Regions from separate parts of the Mus musculus genome. Here region 1 is linked to region 2. The links are chromatin contacts, called in public Hi-C maps. All regions are on one chromosome and are shown on one strand. Each heading gives the region's core, a stretch centred on a gene start, on an enhancer-like site or on the middle of the called end of the contact. The rest is flanking DNA. Distances are from core to core; before and after follow the strand shown.

Region 1 (2,804 bases), core at 234-2,733, 810 kb after region 2:
TCCCTGTCTCCAACTCCACTTTTCTTTTTTCTTTTGTTTGTATCTGTAGTACTGGGCATGGGACCTAGGGCCTCACACATGCCAGGCGAGCACCATGCCAATGTCCTACACCGTCCTCCTGAGAGTCACAGGGCTTTCTCCCTTCCACCACCTGTCTTACACAGGAAAGCCAAATGCTAAAGTCAAGGTTAGTAAGTGAGTCGAGCATTGAGCTAATGCTCACAGTGAGCCTAATCACCACACATCTGAATACAATCTGTATTGCTTTATAACTTTCATTTTACTTAAAAACTCAAAAAATATATTTGAATTTTAGTTAATGTTTTCAATGATTAAATGTATTGTTATTGTCTAGCACTGACACTTAGGCATATGTTCTTAGAGTATTTATATTACAATAGCCACATTTTTCAAAAATAAAATTAAGTCTTAATTTTCTGAAACCTCAGAAGGTACTTAACAGCATTAGTGCAGATTGAATAGCCTTTATCCAAAATGATTGGGATCAAAAATAATTTGAATTTCGGATTTGGGGAAATGTGCATACATACAATTATAATGAGATATCTTGGGATGGGACCCAAGTCTACACATGAAATCATCTGCTTCATATGCAACCTATACACATAGCCTGAAGGTAATTTTATGCAATACGTAAGGGGATCTCAGTTCCCACTGCAACCTGTCACATGAAGTCCAGTGTGGTGTCTACCTGCAGTCAAGATCCCCAATTTCACACTTCAGAGCTGGGATGCTCAACCTATGGTTCAGCCTAAACCTGTTTTTCTGTAAGAATTCAGAATAAATTCTGAACGTCTTGTGAAAACTCACAGCCATTTACTTGCTCTGTATGCTTTAAAATGCTTGCATTAACACAGAATGTATGCGGTTTTAGTTTTGAGAGGTATATTCTTTTATATATCAATGTTTGCTTAAATACTAAATCAAACGTAACAATTCTATACTCACTGTTACTGGACAACTGGAGAAATCAAAACTGAAAGGCTTCTCCACACTGTGCTGCTACCCAAGCTCTAAGAATCTGGCAGGAGGAAATCTGCTTCTTCTAAGTCCCAGGCTTAAACTCAGACTGATGCTCCCAGAGTCCTCAGCCCTGAAGCCATGTGTAGAGGATAGCCCCCATTTTAAAGACTAGAACTGATACTCCACTTGTTTCAAATGATTTTCCTACAGCACAGCAGCTAGTAATAAGTACACTGAAGATTTAAACCTACAGTTCAGAGGCTAGGAAGCCCAGGCCCAATTCCGAAGCAACTCGGGACATGCCAGTTGCCCAAGCTCTGTAAACACACAGCTACTCAGGTAGGGAACAGTTCTGGGCTCCCTGGCCTCTCTGGGTACATCACTCTGAGCACAAGGTACCATTGCCTCACGTTTGATCAGTGACTCCTACAGGCTGAGGAAGACACTGTGTACAAAGCTGAATGCTGGGGCATAGTCAGAGCTCAATGAAAACTAGTTATTGTAATGACTCAGGGACAAGCTGCCTGTCCTCCAGCAGTGACCTGATATACTCATTCTCCACGGGTCCCTGAGTGGTAGCTTTAATGGGAACCAAGGTGTTCAAAATTTCTTTTCTCAATGCCGAGAAGTTCTAAGAGACAGCAAGAAATGGATCCCCACTGCTTTTCCCCAAATCAATTTTACCAGATCTTCACAGGAAAAAGGGCTGCCTCTGCTAAGGAGCAGTCTGTTTTAAGCACCCAAGGACCTGTCTGCCACTGTGGTCTGCCAAGGTGGAAGATGTATGCAGCGATAAAGGAGTCACGCAGAACTTTCTAATCCATCAGTGTCAGCTCTTCCTGACAGAGCGCTTACTCACACTTGCTCATTGTTAGTCAACTGGCCACTCTTCCTGCAGAAAACCTGGTGCTTTCCACGGACCTATGGATGGAGGTCATTTTTCACTCCATTCCTGCCTCCAAGGCCTCGTCTCCTGGTACTGGTGCTTGCACCGAGGCCAACAATGCCAGTGTGTGAAAAGCTGATTTATGAATACAAAGCAATGCTGGTGCCAGGGGACTGCACTCAGCCACTAGAGAGCAGTGGAGCACCTCTCCAGGCTCAGAGAGACTAAGCCACAGACTTGAAAAGGTTTAATTGTATGCATGCATTTCATTATAAGCCTTGGCCAAAAGCTTTAGAGGCAGGCGGCAGGGCAAGCAATCAGACAATCTTGCATGGCTTGCTGAAATCCAGATTTGTCCTTTGTCAGCATAAACAGTTTAATTTGATGTTTTCACTCCTGAGTAAGCACTGAGTATTACATCTAAACCCTCGTGAGGGGAAGAACGCCTCCTTTTCATCAACAAATGTACTTCAATGTCAGGGTCGACTTTTAATTCCCAATAAATTATTGGAAATATATTCCCAGTTAATATGCTGGGAAAATATATATTCTCAATCATCCAACATTCTTCACTAAAAAACTAGTATCTCAAGCAATGCAGCTCCTTCTCTACACATAAATGTAAGAAAATATTTAAAATACCCTTTGAAGGGAACGGGGGGGGGGGGGGGGGATTTTCCTCACAATTGTAACTGTAAGGTCTCATGGACCTGACAGGTTATAAACACTCCCAGGAAAAGCTTAAAATCTGGGGGTATCTAGGCTTAAAATGCTAAAGGTTTTCTTATTAATGTATTGTGGTGACACACCACTAGTTATGGCAAGAAACATTCTCTTAAAACAGAGGGCCACCTAACCCCATGCCTATGGACTAAGATGGAGGGTGACAATTGCTACAGATGTGTCTGTCCTACTTCCTGTCCTGCTTGCAAGG
Region 2 (2,700 bases), core at 9-2,508:
CGGATCTCAGCTGAGAGCTGCTGGCTACTGCTGGAGCTTGGTGGGCCTCAGAGTGCCCAACTCCTAAAAGGCTCCATCTTGCTGAATAGAGATAACTATTGAGTATGTTGGAATTCAGGGACAGGCAGGAAGGAGTCACCCCTTCAGCTGCAGCCTAAACCCTCTAAGAGCCCAGTACACTTTGATATCCTCAGCAGAGATAAAGAACTAGGACTCAAGACAAGTCACAGTGGTTCAAAGGGCAGGCCCTGAGTCCACGTGTACCACCAGGAGCCACCCTCCACAAAGACCACTAGATGCTGGCTCCTGCCTCCCAGCCCCTCCTTCCAACTCTCCCAACATGGAGCTGACAGATTGGTGGCGCTGTTTTCCTTCCCTTCCAGAACAATATTTGAGGAGTCTGTTTTATTAAAATATTTTCCGCTGGATGCTTCCTGTGTTTCAAGAACTTGGTCTTGCCAGCTGGAGCTGGTGACAGTTGAGAGAAACACATCCAAGTGCTGTTGTGACATGGCATTTGGAAGTGGAGGAGCATGGGTGGGGGTAGAGGATGGCAGCATGGAAGAGATGCAGGAAAACACCCGGGTGGCACCAGAAATGTCATTGGCATGATGAGAATACAGCCTCGCCTCTTCCTCATTAAGAAAATGTGAAGAGAAACCCTAGCGATGACGTCTTAGAACATCCTTTGCTACCCGCTGGCCAGTCTGAGCTGCAGTGAGGTGTCTTTTGATTCCTGTCACTGTGTTTGCCAGCCCTCTGAACCAGCCCCCACACTCTTGCCCAGTTCATCTCAACTTGATGCTTTCTGGAAAGAAATCTAAGACAGGCACATTACACGAAAATACTGAAGTGATGCCGACCGGGCTAGGGCAATTACCAGGAAGAGCTACCTTCTTGACACAGCCAGCTTCTTGCACACACTAAAGAATTACTCCTGTCACTGGGTTTGGAACAGGAACAGCATAAATAAATGTGGGTGGTGAGTCCAATCTCTAATCAGGACCACAAAGTGGGGAATGCGTTTCCATAGGATGTGGACTGCTGCCAGTCTGGGATGTGTGCGTGTGTTATACAAGGATATCCTTAATTTAAGACTCAATAGCTACAGGTCCGTGGTTTCTATCCCAGGACACTTAGATCAGCTATGAAGAGGTGGCTAATTCCATTCCCTCCAAGAGAAATCTTTAAGGCAAGAGGAAACCCAGAGCCATGCAGCATTCTCACCACAAGGGGGCAGTCATAAGCCACGGCAAAGGAGATGTCCCTCACTATGTCCACCACAGCAATGTGTAGAGCCCAAGTTAAATATGCCCTCACTTCAGGTATCCCCTCTTCAAAATCTCACATATCCAAGCATCTCCAGAAATAAACATATATTTTCCCACTCTGGTGTTCTCCCTGAATGGTCTTTACCATTCAGGAAGGCTGGATCTATAAAGCAGAGGATTATGGGAGAAATGAAGTACACTGAGGTAGGCCATAGCCTGACATTTTGGAATCATTTCTATTTTGGCACCACTTCTTTGCAAAGAGAGGCATTCTTCCCTTTCACACAAAGAATAGTTTTTCCCCCTCAGTCCTCAAACCACCCTAGGCCAAGATGGATCTGTGATATCTACAGTATTTCTAAAGATATCCAAGGAAGCTGGTGAATAGCTGAGCCTAGGGCTATGCATACCAGGACAAGGGGAAATAGTGTTTCTCTCTCCAGGTTGGAACTGTCTACAGCTTGCAGGTTCCATCTCCCATCTATCTAACAGCCACTCAAGATGTTACTGAAGCTGGCTCTAGGCTGGGTCACAGGGTGTCCAGAGGTCCTCTAGGTCAGGGGGAAGTTTGAAGGAAAGGCCTAATAGCACAGGTGCTATGGCTGAGGAGAGAGCAATGGTGAGGATGCTTTCTGATAAGCTCAAGCCGTGGAGACTGAAGAGCAGTAAGCCTACAATGGGGCTTGGCCTTGCAGGAACGCTTCTTTGACAAGGCAGCTTACTCTCACCTGTGGACTCTTCAGTGTTAAGAGGCCTGGGGCTTCCTTTGGAATGTGGCTGACTGCCTTTGAGCTGCACCACTCAAAGCACAGCCCAGGTTCCTGATGTGACAACAGAGGCTCAGACTCTGACACCAATGACCAAGTTCCCTGTCTGGCCTTATTTAACACCTGCTCAGCATTTCAAAGGAGCCTCCAAGAGGAAGGCTGGGGCTACATGCTTGGTCACCACAAAGCTCTGGCTCATTGGGTTCCTGGGGAGAGATGAGAGGGAGCAATAGTACTCACTGCTCAGGGCTTGAGACAGATGTCCTCCTGCCTTCCACAGTGATGTTGCTCTTGGGTCTCCTGACGACATGTGGACGAGGAGGCCGTACCTAAGGATGAACATGGGGAAATCCCCAAGAAGGAGTGAGTTAAAAAGGCCCCACAGGTCCACTGTGAACATTTGGGTAAACAGCCCCAGAGGGCTTGGTTACAGGTTCTCCAGGCCTGGGCTACCATGGTCTCCTGGTTATTACGTAAACACCACCACTTAACATACAGCATATGGATATATATGCTCTCTGGAATTTAAGCCAGAAAGGCTCTCCTCATCTGCAGACCCAGTGGCCTCTCAGAGAGCTGACTGAGGTGTGAACAACATGGGAGGCAGAACAGCAACACCCTATTTATGGAATTCAGTGTGTGGAACAAAGAGGTTCCACTCA

What was found. A called contact is a pair of places that touch in the nucleus more often than the background predicts.
Region 1: a contact with region 2 is called in a Hi-C map of cortical neurons. The contact joins two enhancer-like sites. A contact is called at or near these places in 3 of 39 promoter capture datasets (the C10 cell line, cranial neural crest and frontonasal cranial neural crest), 1 of 15 datasets of contacts at CTCF or cohesin (pro-B cells), 3 of 484 Hi-C or Micro-C datasets (cortical neurons, embryonic limb bud and palatal mesenchyme) and 2 of 115 datasets of contacts at active chromatin or transcription factors (astrocytes and embryonic basal ganglia).

What each region holds. Positions count from the first base shown.
Region 1 is chr2:38,619,873-38,622,676 of GRCm38.p6, forward strand. The region is part of intron 5 of Psmb7 (proteasome (prosome, macropain) subunit, beta type 7); the gene reads right to left. Among named protein-coding and RNA genes, the nearest start is that of Psmb7, 23 kb to the right of the region's middle. Within about 2 kb of position 1,484, at least 69 of the 459 cell types and tissues checked have an H3K27ac peak or open chromatin away from gene starts, as enhancers often do. A contact at or near this core is called in cortical neurons, where this site is marked.
Region 2 is chr2:37,814,638-37,817,337 of GRCm38.p6, forward strand. Dennd1a (DENN/MADD domain containing 1A) reads right to left here. Exons shown (of 23, transcript NM_001362973.1): 20 at 2,279-2,367. Among named protein-coding and RNA genes, the nearest start is that of Crb2, 40 kb to the left of the region's middle. Within about 2 kb of position 1,259, at least 9 of the 459 cell types and tissues checked have an H3K27ac peak or open chromatin away from gene starts, as enhancers often do. A contact at or near this core is called in cortical neurons, where this site is marked.